Linked DNA regions of Mus musculus: region 2 is linked to region 1. The links are chromatin contacts, called in public Hi-C maps. All regions are on one chromosome and are shown on one strand. The core of a region is the stretch at or near the end of the contact, and the rest is flanking DNA. Distances in the headings are between cores, read along the strand shown.

Region 1 (7,816 bases), core at 1,830-4,329:
TTGTGAGCCACCATGTGGTTGCTGGGATTTGAACTCAGGACCTTCAGAAGAGGAGTCAGTGCTCTTAACCGCTGAGCCATCTCTCCAGCTCCCCCCCCTTTTTTTAAAGATTTAATTATTTATTATAGGAGTATACTGTAGCTGTCTTCAGACACTCAAGAAGTGGGAGTCAGATCTCATTACAGATGGTTGTGAGCCACCATGTGGTTGCTGGGAATTGAACTCAGGACCTTCGGAAGAGCAGTCAGTGCTCTTAACCACTGAGCCATCTCTCCAGCCCCACTTCATTTTATAGATGAGAAAGCTGGAGAAGTCTCAAGAAGTTAAGCATCTTGCTCAAAGTCACACAGAGTGCCGTAAGCCAATCAGACTGGGGCTAGAACTTAGCTATTCCAGCTCCTACTTCACTTCCTTTCTCTTAGACAGTGTAGAAATCCTGTCCGTATTTCCCCTGCCCCTCTTGCCACACACACATAAACCCATCCCCACCCTCTGGCAACACAATATCACCATATAGTCCTAGTTTGCCTAGAATTTTCTATATAGACTACGTATGGCTGTAACTGAGAGAATGCACCTCGTGGGCTTATGGGAAAGCAAAGCAGGCGAGACTCATGGCTGTGCCAAGAGCAGAGGGGAGGTGAAGCAAGGTTTACCTGGAGATCTGTTTAGGAATCTGTTGGCTCAATGGGCGGCCATGTTTTTAATAAAGAAGTCTTTCATCTAAGGCAGTGGTTCTCAGCCTTCCTGATGCTGTCACCCTTTGATACAGTTCCTCAGGTTGTGGCGACCCCAATCATAAAGCTATTTTTGTTGCTATTCCATAACTATAATTTTGCTACTGTTCTGAATCATAATGTAAATATCTACTTTTAGTTGTTTTCTTTTCCCCCTGGTGGTGTTAGGTGACCCACAGGCTGAGAATCACAGACCCAAGGGTCTCTCAAAGTCAACTGAAATATCAGTGTTTGAGTTTCGTGAACAGATCTCTTGGTTAATTCCAGCTGCATGGTAACTGTCTATAGCAGCTACTTTTGGCCTGCTGTGACCACCGTACCTAACACAAATAACTTAAGAAGTTTATTTTGGCCTGTGGGTTCAGAGACTTTAGTGCTTGGGGGAGGGAGTATATGGCTGAGAGAGCATGTGGCAGGCACTCCTCACAGGGCCAACAGGAAGCAGAAAGAACAGGGTGGGAACCGAGGGCTGGGCTGCAACCATCACAGGTCCTGTCTAAGTGACCTACGTCCACCAGGCAGTCTTCGCCTCCCAATGACCCCCTCAGCCTACCATCATGGACGGTGGTAATGGTGGTCATACTTAGCTCATTTCACACTCTCCACAAATGGAGAAAAACATGGGCCTGTCAGGGACACTTCAGATCGGATCCCTAACCCTGTCACTGTGAAATGATGCCATTATGGCTTCTTACATAGCACCAGGCTTTCCTCCTGAGCCTGACAGGTCACGTGCCAACATATACACACTTGACACTGAATAAGCGAATGCCCAGTGGCCAGCTGCTGCAGACAACAGCTGAAAGCCCTCACTCCTGGTGCCAGTACAGAGGTGGAAATTATAGAAGCCAGCCAGCTGCTGATATGATCTCCTTACAGAGTCCTGAGCTGGAGGCAGAGGGAGCGCTGAGGCCCTGTTCTTCACGGCTGGGCTGAAGAGCCTCAGACTCAGGACCTTTTAAAAAGGAGTGTGGGGCTGTAGGGAGGGAGAAATGGCTTAGGTAGAAACAGCCTGGCAATGGACTCATTCTCCTTGTCCTATAAAAGAACCATCAATTTATTAACTGCAAATAAACAAGAAATGTCTTCATTACGACTAAAACACCGTTACCTGGCAACCAGCCCGAGGAAACAGAGCTGGAGACATGTTGCATCTTTTGTGGGGAGCTATGGAAAGACATCTGCATTCTGGAGACCCTCCCTGAAGAGCCCAGCCCTGCTGGACGAGTGAATTACTTTTGTATCTAAGCAGGCTGTGAATGTCTCAGAGTGTCCATCACCCAAAGTTCCTTTCCAGAATCCTATGGGGCCAGGTTCGAGCACCTGCTGGTCCACTCTCTGCATAGCCACCCATGCACTGTTAACAGCTATGACTCACTCTGACTCCTACAGAGCTCCTACAGGGAAGAGGACAAGACTTGCCTGTCCTTTAGTTAGCCTATTCAGGGCATCTACCACCAGGCCCAGCCACTAATTGTTGATAATGACATCTCTTGTCCCAGCAGCATCCTTTAAAATTCAGAGACTCACAGCAGCCGGTTCCCGGGTGACTCACTTGGACAAGTGACCAGAAATTAACTGGGGGGAAAGAAGCCGGGCTTCTGCCAGGACTTCAGTATTATGCTCAGCCATGTTGGCAAATAAAGGAAAGGAAACAGCTTTAGAAATACAAAACTCTGTCCCCTGGGCTGAGAGGGGAATAAGTTCTAGCCAATGATGCACATGTCAGCCCTGCTGTGGGCTGGGGGAGTTGGGAGTGAGGGTGGGGGAGGTGGAACACACCATGCAGGGTTAAGCTGGGCAGCCAGGCTTTGTGCCTTGGTATTCTGTGGCCAACTACACCCAAGCAGAACACTGGGCTCTTCCTTCCTAGGGACGAGAAAAGATCTTACTATTCCCTCCATGAATTCCCACCCTGAAGCCATGCCTCGGTGGCTCTATCTTATTCCCAGGACTTGGCACATTTGCCCCGGGTTCGGGGCCTGGCTTCTTGACTGAGTCACGCAGATACGCACTCCCCTTGACAAAGGGCATTCTCTTTGACTGGCTGATGCCAGGGATGGTTTCTCTCTCTCTCAGAACTGGCTGCAATAAAGCTTTCCATACACTTCCTGTTCTGTGACCTTGCTCAGCTCTCAAGAGTCCATTTCTCTACCTCCTGAATTAGTCGAGTTCTGTTTTGACTAATAGAAGATAGTGGTACCATTTCCAAGAAAAGCCTGCTCTCACCTGGTAGCTTTGGCTTCCTGTCTTTCCTGCCCAGTGAACTGTACTGCTAAAAGCCCAAGCAACACAGAGTGGGCCCTGGAGGATGAGTCCGGGGAAGGGCTGCTCTAGATGCAGATCTTCCAGGTCCTGCTGCCTACTAGTGGATCACAGAGGAACTGCACTGCTGTGTGGCTGAATTCTGCACAAACTCCCAAACTCCAAGTCATGAGGAAAATGAAACTGTTTCCAGTTACCAAGTTCTGGAGCAGTTTATTATGTAATACAGAGGACGAGATCCCAAAGCCACACAGTAAATAAGAAGCAAATCTTGAGCGGGCCAGGTCCAGCCAGAGTCTTAGCCATCACACTGAATGCTAAGTATGTTTGCTCCCTTGGCATTAATCATTTTACAAATGTTTTCTTTCTTTCTTTTTTCCCCCACCCAGAGAATGAATCAACCATGCAAATCAAATCCAAGAGTTTCTCATAGTTCAGAATTTCTGAAGAAAACAAAGTCGTTTTCAATGGCACGGACTACTACACGCAGCTATAACATCCCACAGAAATGCGAAGGCATGAAAGTGCATTTGTTGCAGATCAGAAACAGATCTGAATGAGAGAAGACGCTCCCTGCGATTTCCTGTTTATCTCTTAGGGTTAATCTAGTGAATTGCTAGCTAATAGAATTACTTCATGGAAATTTATGCTAATAGGAACCAAGGGAAGGCTCGGATAAATAAATCTCAAGAGGAATATTAGAACCTTGCACTCCTATCCCGTTTGCTGGAGAGTTACGCTGTCAAGCATACCCAGCCCCGACTAGCCTCACTCCTTCCTTCCTTTCTCCATGTGGGGCTGGGTGTAGCAAGAACAGAACAAGAAAAGCCCTCATAAGATCCAGTGCCTGGATAATAAAATGGCTGAGCGGACCAGGCACTAACTGCAAACGGACATAAGCAATGGAAAGTACTGCAGTGATGAACTATGCTTATGTCCCTGCAGAAGACACCGCAAAATCATGTCTTATTTTGATATAAGTTTCAAACCCAACAGTGTCACCTACTCAGTGTTCTCTGTAGGCCTGTTGCATCTGCATCTGTGTGGCTCCTGGACTCATTAATGTGAGCCTTTGTCCTCAGCAGTGTGACGATCATATCAACCTTGCCAAGGCCAGCATGCCACAAAGCACTGGGCCATAGGAGTCCAGAAGAATCCATCTTTAGGCAATGACCTCCCAGTTCCAGAACTCACACCCACCCTTGGCAACTCTGCTACCTTAACCCCATCTAGATAGACAGCCAAAGCGACCTTAAGCCTGGGGAAACAGTGGCTTGGAACAAGAGGTTTGGGAGTCATGTGCACAGGGTTGAAGACTTCTTATTTCCACCAGCTACCAGATGAGCACACTGTGAGATGAGATGGGTCATTCGAGCTATTCTAAGCATCGCTTTCTCATCTATAGTGTGAGGAACTCATGCATTTGCGGGACAAGTCCATGAGCAGAGTGTAGGGCCCGTGAAAGGGCAGCCAGGACTATAGCATCCCTTTCTAGACATAACCAATTCATCTCTAGTTGCTGTGGATTAGGGCTGCTCCATTTCATAGGCAATCTTATAACTCCTCAGAATCAGACGGGGCTTCTAATATGAGGCGTGCTTATCTCACAGATGAGGAATCTGAGACCCAAAGGATTGGATGCTTCCGACAACACAATCACGTTTCCTTTCTTTTGAGTTCAAAGAGCAATGCCCCCAAAGCTACTCCTCACAAATGCCACGAAAATGATTTGGTATAGTAGCATCTGGTGGCTGGAGGCTCGGGAGACCCACGCTAAATGCTGTCTTCGCCACTCATTGTAGAACCCTCGAACTCACTTAAAAAAAATCTTTAAAACCACTTAAATTTTAAATTCAATGATTCTAAAGGAAATGTAGCCATTTTCTCTAAAGGCATAAATCCCAATATTTTCCAGCAGGTGGCACAAAATCCCCTCTACAGAAACCCGAGCAGTTAACAACAAAGGATGGGAAAGAATTGGTGTGTTATTTTTCAGAGCGTTAACTTTTCTCCAATTTGATTTTATTGTGGTGTTAATAATGCATTTGGTGAGCAATGCACCATACACCATGGAAGGACTAAACTCCGATTTCACAGCAAGAAAGCAGAGCAGGCGGGCCCAGGGGAGCCTGAGTATTGAGGTCTGTTAGAGCTTCCTACCGGGCCACCAAAGTACAAGGAGTCATTCTGTCATTATCTGTGAAAGGCCTAGGTGTGGAGGGATATTTAAAACATTTTCTTCGCTGATAAAAGTCACCGAAGAGAGAAAGAAATAATTGGAAAGAGTTATTTAAGAGCATCATGGCAGACAGTTCTTCATGTATAGAGACCTCTAGGGATGAAAGCTAAGTGGCTTTGTGGATTATATCCAAGAACAGAGAGGGGACAGTATAAGAAAACCTGAACATCAGAAAGAAATGATTACCTAAGAGCTTTAATCATTCCATAAGAAATGCCCCACTAGCGGAGTGCACACTTGGCATGTTTGCGACTGTGCGCTGAATCTCTAACACAGGAAGGGAGGGAGGCAGGGAGCTGAAGGGAGATGAGAAATGTAACACTAGCAAGTAATAGTTCGTATGCTATAAAACTAAGACAAATAAATAAAAAACTGGCAAAGCCTGGGGTGACCTGGGATGTGGGTGAGAAACGGGGTCTATAATATTACTGACTGTAATATGGAGCTGTATGTTACCGTAGGCTTATTGAAAGCCATTTCACAGTAAGTGACAGAGCCATTAGACTGATGGCCTTTGACCTGGCAATGTTGGTTCTAGCAACCTCTGCCAGAGCAGTAATTGGAAAGGGAAAACAGTCACACATTTTGAGGAAGCTGCATCTCTGCTCTGTAGTGTTTTGAACAAGCCCAATGGTCCCACTGCCTAAATGAGGGTTGGAGGATGCTGCTGCTAATTAAACAGCAACAAAGGGCGGCAATGATGAAACTAACACGGACAAACCTGAGAGCTGCTCCCAGGGATATATGAAATAACTTCCAAAGTACTCCTTACCTGCACAGAGAACCCTTGGATGTCAGGGCAGAGGAAGGATATTAGTGAGAGACTGACTGCTTACGGGTGCTATAATTACGAAGACGTTAATATTAACTGAAGCAGCGTGAAGGGCATGTGGGGACTGAAGCTGGGGGTCTTTTCAGTGAACCCATAATGATTTTAAAATAATAAGAATTATGTATGAGCCCACACACAGATCACCACCGATCATAAAACGTATTTAATGTCTGAAACAATAGGAAGGCTCAAAACCGTTTATGCATTATAAATATACTCTGCCCTTTTGGGGCATTGTGCACGTGTGGCCATGTGTGTGTTTGTGTGCACGCTACCATCTCTGGGTACAGGGTTCAGCGGGCAACTGATCTTCAAGATTCATTGAAGATAAGTGGGATTTTAAAGATGTCTAGCTTATATTTTTTCAACACAGGGTTTCTCTGTGTGACTCTGGCTGTCCTGGAACTCACTTTGTAGACCAGGCTGACCTTGAATGCAGAGATCCACACCCACCTCTGCTTCCTCAGTGCTGAGATTAAAGGGGTGCACCCCGTCAAAGGCAGGCATCTCCACCACCCAGCCAATTATTCTTATCTTCCTAGCTTGCAAGCTTTATATATGTAAAATTATTTTTTAACTTAAATTCATGTCTGTGAGAGAGTATTTGCTTCTTGCTTAGGTGTGCCCATAGATGTCAGGGCATCAGGTCCCTGGCAACTGGAGTTATAGGTATTTGTTAGCTTCTGGAAATCAAACTCAGGTCCTTTGGAAGAGCATCAAGTCACTGAGCCACCTCTCCAGCCCCAGGGAGACATTTTCATAGTGATCTTTTGGATAATCAATCATTCCTTATAGACTATATAACATGGAGTTAAATATTTTTTTGAGTGTATGTGCTTGTTCGCGTGTGTGTGTGTGCTCGCGCATGCACACACACACACACACACACACACACACACACTCATTTGGGAGTTGGGAGACAAGTTCCTTGATCTCAAGCAGACTGAAAGTTAAGTTTCTTGGTTTTACAAAGGAGCTTGGACATCTAGAAACTCTAGGCACGGCCACTTCTCATTCAGTGGCTCTGGGTCTCCAGGCAAACGGCAGTGTAGAAGCAGAAGAGAGACAAGGCTCTTCCAAACTGGCTCCATTAGCGCCAGTTCTAAACTTGTGACTTCTTCAAAGTTAGCTAACAGGACACTTTGGCTTTTGATATATGTTGTAATTCTGGGTGGCCCAGTTCCATGGAAGGCTGGCTGATACACACCCTGAGGGACTGCACAGATTACAGCATCCCCTGCGCCCTCCCAGCCGTTCGTGGGGGTGAACTAACCTACACAGATTGTTCTTCATCAGTACCAGGTCTTCTCGCTCCAGCCTCAGCCTGCTTCTAAGCCACACTGAGATTTAGCCTACTGAGGCCTGGGCTGCAAGAACCATCCAATCCACCCCAAGAGCTTGGAGTTCAGCCCTATTTCAAGCAAGGGTCACACCATCCCAATCCTCCACTAGTTCTCTTGTAATGAATAATATCTACGTATTGTGCCCCGTGCTTCTAAAGGAGAATGTTACACCGCTGGCAAGACACAAACTCCTCTGCTATCTACTCAGAATGTGGCTGAGGATGCTGATCACAGAATTTGGGGGTGGCCCCTAAAAGACTTCTGCTTGAGAACTTTCTGGTAGTCACTCGACGTGCTCAGACTCAAGAGGTATTTATACCTTCCTAGTCCTCAGTGTCCTCATCTGAACCACGGAAACTGTGAGAGACAGACCAAATGGCTCAGTATGACGAATGGGTCA
Region 2 (7,816 bases), core at 3,547-6,046, 190 kb after region 1:
TGATAGATGGTAAACAGATAGATGAGAGAGATGGTAGATAGATGATTGATAGGTAGATAGAAAGATAGATAGATAGATAGATAGATAGATGATAAACAAATGAACAGATGATGGATAGATAGATAGATGATAAACAAATGAACAGATGATGGATGGATGGATAGATAGATAGATAGATAGATAGATAGATAGATAGATAGATAGATAGAATTTAAATGTTTAATTTGTCCATAAAAAGAGCTCAAAGATAACTTCACAGCCAAAACCCAACATGAAGGAGGAGGAGCAGCAGCAGGATTAGGAGGAGGCAGCCAGGCTAAAAGGAGAAAGAGCCCGCCATCCCCCTACCTCCCCAAACCCCCCCCCCATCCCGCCCAGATTAAATGAATAGAGTCACCTGAGGGCAAGAGCCCACCCACCAAAGAACCCAATTCATGGAACCACAAACTCATTTGGAAAGAGAAAACTAAAGCTCTGAGTGCAAAAGGAGCCTCCAGACTGCAGGACCATGAGCCCAAGGCCTGCATCTCTGGCTGGATCAAGGACTCCCAGATAGGGTTAGGCACCAAGGGAGGTGGAGCTGCTGAGGCACAGCAAAAGCACGTCCCCAGCTGTGCTGGAAATTCACCACGGCATCTTCTTTCACCTGACAGAAGAGAAAGGCAGCCTGGCGAAAGATGCCAAGCTGTCATTTTCTCAATGACGCTTTTTGACTATCAAGCGAGCTCATTTTAGGATACATATTGAAAATCTTCAGATTGCAAGGTGTAACCTTAAGAAAGGAAACGCTTCGCAAATGAACGGCGCTGCTCCTTTTCACAGAGAGAAATCTACACTCATCATTACATCTTCACTGAGCTCTGCTGCCTGAATTTACGGCCCCTCTTTCAAAATCTTGGTGATTACCACTCCAAGGACATTCCGTCCTTTGCGCAAATCATCAGACACTCTGCTAACTGTCTGCGCAACAATTTCAACTGTAGCTGAGATTTCCTTTGCCAACTTGAGGAACTTAAAGTGCTTAAGTCTATAAACTAATAAAGCAAGACAAACTCTCACTAGCCCAAATAGCCCTTGCCCCTGGGGCTATTTTTAAACTCCTAGTCAAAGATTGGATCTGATTTATTTTTTAAAAGTAGAAGTTAGTTTAAAATGAGAGACTAAGATAACCCAATTGTTCCTGGTTTTTTGTTTTTGTTCTTTTCTTTTTTGGGGGGGTTGGTTGGTTGGTTTTTCCTTTTTTTCAAAGTATGTTTAGCTGCCCAAAGTAGAATCCATCTGAGGCACGGGGGAAAGGAAGAGATCAAATGCTAAACTGTCTCAGGAAATAACCGGATAGATTCTTACTGCCCAGGGAATAGACGGAAGAGTCCAAAACTCTGTCCATTCCTTAGCTAAAAGGAAAAGGGGGGTGGGGGGAGCACTTTAAGAGTAAGAAAGTATCTCCAATGAAATGGCCACATCCCAGTTGGCAGCTAGCTACAAAACCCAGCAGGACAGCAGAGATGAGAGAGGCACACTTCTTAGTCTTCACGACATTGGAAAAGGATGGCACACGAAGCAATTGCCTGAGAGTGTGTGGGGGTCCTAATTTATTAAGTTACACATGAACCTTCTGGGGGAGGCAGTGGCTTTCCTCAAAACAAAGAATTCTAAGCCAATCTCTGCCTAGCCCCGCTGCCAGGTTAGCTAGTCCTACAGAGAGACAGCCGCTACAAAGAAACAATGACGATGGTGTTTGAACAACTCATCCACTCCTGCTGAGCCTCATCTGAACATGGGCCTATTGTACCTGTGGGCCACAGATGGGAGCCAGTCTTTGAACTGTTACCAGCTGAATCAAGCACATCTACAAAGAGGGGCCAATTAGAAGTGTCTGCAGCCATCAGGCAGGAATGTCCCTCTAGTCCCGTCCCTCCCCACAGCAAACTCTCACCACTGACCTTGCAAGAGAGTGCCCATGAGGCAAACCATCACCTAGACAAGCCCCAAAGAACCATGTGACCCCAGTGAGAGTCAGGCAAGCTTGTCGATTGTATTATAAGAGATTAAAACTTAGTTTGTCAAATATAAACTAAAAGTATTAAAACTGGAAATCCACTTTTTTTTAGAGGAAAGATCCTCTAAACAAAACCATGACTGTGTAAGATAATCTACTGAAACTGGCTCCTAAGGAGGGTTGGAATCTAGTTTTTAGCACTTCCTTTTGGAGAAAAATTTTTAGAACAACCCGAGGTGAAACTGCTTTAAAATGCCATTTCACGTGGATTGCAACAGATGTCCCTTTCATTGTCCTCAGTGCCCTTTGTTCATTCTCTCCTGTGAGTGTTACTAAATTGAAACCCCAAACAGCCTATGTGTACACAGCACTGAACCCCAAGATGAGCTACCAACTACTGTACCACCCAGCAGTCAGGCTTAAAGAGCAAGAAGTAAACCCACTCACAAGAACAAGGTCATTGGTAGTAGGGTATGTGTTCAAAGTATGCATAAAGGCATTCAAGGGGGATAATCAGTTTTAAATACAACATTTTATTTAGCTGTAATGGAAATTTTAAAACTGTCAAGTGTCATAGTGATTTTTATGACTACACATTTTCAGTGGACATGAACAATTTTTATCTTTTTGCATTATATTGTGCTGCTTTCTATGAAAATTTTTTAATGAAACATAATTTTATCTGTTGTCTCTGAAATTAACTTTAAGACTGGGATTTCATTTTGTGTGCTTTTTATTTGTTTGGTTGTTTTTTTTTTTTCTTGTTAAAAAAAAAAATACATGTTCATGACAGATTGGAAATGAGGAAGATCCACTCGTGGGTTCGGAAGCAGAGACGTGCTCCTAGCAAGCAAGCCGCCCCCTTCCCTAGGGTCGGATGTGCTTGTACCTAAGGTAGATATGTCTCATGGTCTCATAATTCAATTGTATATCAGCACAGTACATTTTAGATAAAGACATAAAATGTTAGTTCAGGAAAATTAAGGCTTCTGAGGGGATTAAGTTGAACACTTGAATGATTTGGAATAACTCAATAAAACTGAACCATGGAAATAATTGACATTATATTCAGTGTGAGGCAGAGAGAGGCAACAAGAACTAAAAAAATCTAGGACTTTCCCATCAAGTAATTGCACAAGTATCTCAAGGTTCTTTTTCTATTGTTCTAGGAGTTGAAGTAGGACTTTGTGTCCTGTGTCCAATGGGCGTCCTACCACTGACACGTATCACCAGTCCTTTTTACTTATATTCTTTTATATTGAGCCAGGGTCCTTGAACTGGCTATGTTGCCCAGGCTGGCCTGGAGCTTACCTTCCTCTGCTTTAGCGTCCCAAGGACCTGGGATTGTTTACATGGTGCTTTGAAACCCCAAACTGAAGGTTAGCAGACTTTGCTTTGTCTTGGTTGTAGTTGTGCAAAAGTCAATATAGAAACCTCCTATCCTACCCGGGCCCTATCTCAGAAATCAGCAGAGGAGATATGAATATAAAATCTTAAAAAAATATACGTATTGTTTGGGTGAGTGTTTGACTGCATGTATCAATACATGCGTGCATATGGCATCTGCAGAGGCCAGAAGAGGGCATCAGGCCCCCTGGAACCGGAGTTCCAGATGGTCGTGGGTGCTCCTCGCCAAGAGCAGCAAGTGCTCTTAACAGCTGAGCCATCTCTCCGGCCCGAATGCGACATTTTTCACATCGCTCCACTTTGAATAAGTGATCGGCTGCTTGTCCTGGCAGTCCCAGACAAAAGTGCTCGTGTCGTAAATACAAAATTCTATATAGAATGTTCCAGAGACTCTGGCTCCCTAGCTCGCCAACTGAGACATAAGTGCTTAGGTGATTAAGACAAAGGCAAAATACAATGTCCGGGGGAGTCACAGCCATCAAGGAAGCAGAAGGAGTCCAAAAGGAGATCCTAACCAAATAAAGACAATTGTTTTCTCTGGTGAGTTGCAAGCTGGTGTCTCTTTCTTAGTAACAGTCTGCCCACAGCCCTCTGTCGTGGAGAATGTACGCGTTAGCAGTTAACAGCATTAAACAAACTGAAGTCAAGTCCTCAGCCGGGTGAACTCGGCCACAAAACAGAAAAACAGCACTTCCCAGGCAAAGCCCAAAGGTCCAAAAACAAAAATGTACTGGAAAAGTAATATACAAAAGGAGGTACCACAAGCCGGGCAGTGGTGGCGCATCCCAGCACTTGGGAGGCAGAGGCAGGCGGATTTCTGAGTTCGAGGCCAGCCTGATCTACAAAGTGAGTTCCAGGACAGCCAGAGCTACACAGAGAAACCCTGTCTTGAAAAACCAAAAAAAAAAAAAAAAAAGGAGGTACCACAAAGCATCTCTTACCATTGCTACTAAAAAAATAAAAATGTCAGTGGAATCCTAAGCCATAAACCAAACTGACCCAAAGTCATGCTTTAGCCTCCGACTGAATTTACATTTTTGTAGACTAGCCACACTGGCCCAGTGTTTAGGATTAAAATTTTTATTTAGTCTTGAGAAAAATAAGTCTAATGGGAAGTGTGCTGAGAGACATTAGCTCATAAAGGCTCATTTCCTAAAACATTCTGAACTGACCAAAACTAAAAAAAAGTACAAGAGAAAACAATGTAACCGAAATGGTTCTCTGTCAATTATACTGCACCTATGCAAATAGAATGAAAAGAATATAACACACACACCACACCACACACACACACACCTGTCCCTTATCCCTGCCCCTCCCCACCCCACTCCCACCCGCTCTCCTGCACACTCAGAAGCAACTAGCTGTGAAGGTCTGAGCAGATGGTACAGACACTGGGCAGATGCTCGGGAGCCGCTATCTGTCCTGGCGCTGGCGCTGGCTCTGCCTGAGGAAGGATGGAAACACCGGGCAATTAGAGAGATCCGGGAGGAGAGAGGAGTCCCTCATCCGAGAGCCAGCTGAAAAGCAAGAATTCCAGCACAGAGAACTCCAGTCTCTGCTATCAGCAGTACCACAGAGAGTTAACACTGCTCTCCTATAGAACTATATTACGTTAAACGGAGATCTAGGCCTAAAGTCTGGATGTATAAGACCTTGCATAGGGTCTCATTTCATTCCTCTTGAGGATCTCAAAACTGCTGTCAGGAAAGCTATCTACCTCCCTGAGTCCCTGTGGACTGGACTTTTCTTTATCAGTTAGCAGTTAACAGCATTCAACAAATTCAAGCAGAGCCCTCAGGGGGTGGAGGCAGCTACAACACAGAGAGAGCATCATCTTTCCAGGCAGAGCCCAAAGGTCAAAAGCAATCCTGTCAGATGCCAACCTCAGAATCACCCATCAACTAGGCAGTAACTGCAAACGCCCCCAAAGTCATCTCTGTAACTATTTTAAAAATAAGAATGAGGAGGAGGAGTCGTCGTCTTTGAATCACAGGACTTTGAGAAGCCTACACCCAGGCTCCTGGGTCTGTGTGACTCTTAATCCTTATGCATTATCTATAATAAAATCTCTACCTCTGCTTCATAAATTGGATAGTTCTGAAATTCTTCTCAGTGTCAAATTCCCTAGAACTTTCTAAGGGAACTCCTTGGGCTTCTTGGAAGTGTCATGAGGAAGCTACACCTTCTTTACCTGTACCCCCAAAATGTTTACATGACAATCATTAGTGCCAGGACCTCATGGAAGGAACTTGCCTCCTTTTGAGGCCCCCAAATATGAAATCGAGGAGTCAGTGCAGGCAAACACTAGACGGGACCCCTGCGCTAGATTAGACTCCCAGCCGACATTGAACTGAAGCTTTGCAGTCAATCAGAGATGTCTGCGGACAATCATGAGATCTGGCCTGTGAGCAGAGCCAAACACCACCTGACACCGCTGAGGGTTAGTTATCCTAGTTACAAAAGTCAGGAAAACACAGAGAGCCACGTAGCCCGTCAGAAAGGAAAAGGAACTTCACTACAAAATCCTTATGTCTTAAAATGGCTTTTCCTGCTGGACATGGTGGGCTCGCCTCTAATTCCAGCACTTGGGAGGTAGAGGGCAGGTGGATCTCTGTAAGTTTAAAGTCAGCCTGCTTTATATAGTGAGTTCCAGGCCAGGCAAGGCTACATAGGGAGAGCCCCTCCCCACCCGCAATTGCAAGAATTAATCCATTAAGATTTATAATTTTTTAAAACTTGGGTTTTTTTGTATACATTTTTTTAATATTTTTATTATTACGTATTTTCCTCAATTACATTTAGAATGCTATCCCAAAAGTCCCTCATACCCTCCCCCCCCCCACTCCCCTACCCACCCATTCCCATTTTTTGGCCCTGGCGTTCCCCTGTACTGGGGCATATAAAGTTTGTGTGTCCAATGGGCCTCTCTTTCCAGTGATGGCCGACTAGGCCATCTTTTGATACATATGCAGCTAGAATCAAGAGCCCCGGGGTACTGGTTTTGAAAGAAGAAGGAGGAGGAGAAGGAGGAGGAGGAGGAGGAGGAGGAGGAGGAGGAGGAGGAGGAGGAGGAGAGCATGCTCAGACAAACGGATTCACCTGGGCATCTTTGTCTTTGCTCTGAGAAGGTTAAATCCTTTGTGTTGGGAGAGAAAGTTGAAGGCTCAGTGAAGAACACACACTAAATCTATGTGTCTGGGCCCAGGCCCAGCCACATAGCATGGGAAGTTTCTGTTTCCTTATCTACAAATTAAGGGCAATGGGGTCTCAGTCTCACATGGGATTCTGTGCATGCCTGACGCAGTGAGCATGTCTCTGGAACACAAAAAAGCTTACATAGAGAAGTATTTGCTGAAATGATGTTCCCTAATGTTCTAAATAAAAACCATGTAAGTATGAAGACTCCCAAAAAGTCATAAAAATGTCAACATTGAACAATTAAACACAAACAAGTTGAACACCCCACCCCTGAAAAAAACCCCAAAATGTACAAATATGGATTCTGCTGCATTTCTTTATCTTGAATTTTTAGATTCAAAAGTATTCAAACAGTAAAGTCCATACAAACATTCCAAAATCTAAAAATCTCAAAAATCTGAAACACTTCTACTCCCTAGCATTTCAGAGAAGGGACAGTGAATATATAAAACATTTAAAAGTCTAAGGCTTTTCTTTTTTAATAACTATGAGAATAATTTCATTTACCTCTTTCCCCAGACTCCAATCCTCCATCTATCTATCCTGATAAATTAGTTTCCCTAAAGTGATTTGTGTTTAAGTCACTCCCTAGAAAAGACATGGGGATTTCCAGGAAAAACTTCAAAGCCCACAGTTGAGCTCTGGGCACACACACACTCACACACACACACACACACACACACGACTACAATGAGCCTCCCCGCCTTGTTGCTCCTCTTGAGGTTCTTAGGAAGGCTTACATGTCTACAGCAGAGTGATTACTAGATTCTATCTATCTTCTCCACTAGACTGACAGCCAGGAGCTCCGGTTGTATTTTACCTGACAGTATTACACCTATCACAGAGAGCGGCCCCTGCATGGGGGCTTCATCTTCTGTCACAGCTCACACAACACCTCAAGATGAGCTTCCCTGTAAAGCCCCAGGGGGAAAGGTGGGGCAGACAGGAAAAACCAACGCCCTAAAGTGAACTTCACTGAGTCACCCAAAGTCATAGTCTTAGGAAGTGGCAAGGAACCAAGTGTGTTAACTCCTAGTCTGGGGTTCCTTCCAGAACTTTCTGATGCCAAAGTTAAATCCAATAAAATATTTAGGCCTCCACCTTGCTCTGTTATCATTTAGCCTCTGTGGCTTTCACTCGTCCTTCTCCCACCTACAGCTCCTCCCTCCTCCTACCCCCTTTCCAAGTTCCCATTTATGAGACAAACAT

What was found. Hi-C and Micro-C count contacts between places; a contact is called where the count stands out from the background.
Region 2: a Hi-C map of cerebral cortex shows a contact between it and region 1, with 2.1 times the contacts expected there. The contact joins two enhancer-like sites. A contact is called at or near these places in 2 of 484 Hi-C or Micro-C datasets (cerebral cortex and muscle stem cells) and 4 of 115 datasets of contacts at active chromatin or transcription factors (T-cell acute lymphoblastic leukemia, fibro-adipogenic progenitors, heart atrium and 1 more).

The regions. Positions count from the first base shown.
Region 1 is chr5:66,382,757-66,390,572 of GRCm38.p6, forward strand. All of the region lies in intron 9 of Apbb2 (amyloid beta (A4) precursor protein-binding, family B, member 2), which reads right to left. Among named protein-coding and RNA genes, the nearest start is that of Gm52775, 120 kb to the right of the region's middle. Within about 2 kb of position 3,080, at least 57 of the 459 cell types and tissues checked have an H3K27ac peak or open chromatin away from gene starts, as enhancers often do. A contact at or near this core is called in cerebral cortex, where this site is marked.
Region 2 is chr5:66,571,700-66,579,515 of GRCm38.p6, forward strand. All of the region lies in intron 1 of Apbb2 (amyloid beta (A4) precursor protein-binding, family B, member 2), which reads right to left. Among named protein-coding and RNA genes, the nearest start is that of Apbb2, 43 kb to the right of the region's middle. Within about 2 kb of position 4,797, at least 11 of the 459 cell types and tissues checked have an H3K27ac peak or open chromatin away from gene starts, as enhancers often do. A contact at or near this core is called in cerebral cortex, where this site is marked.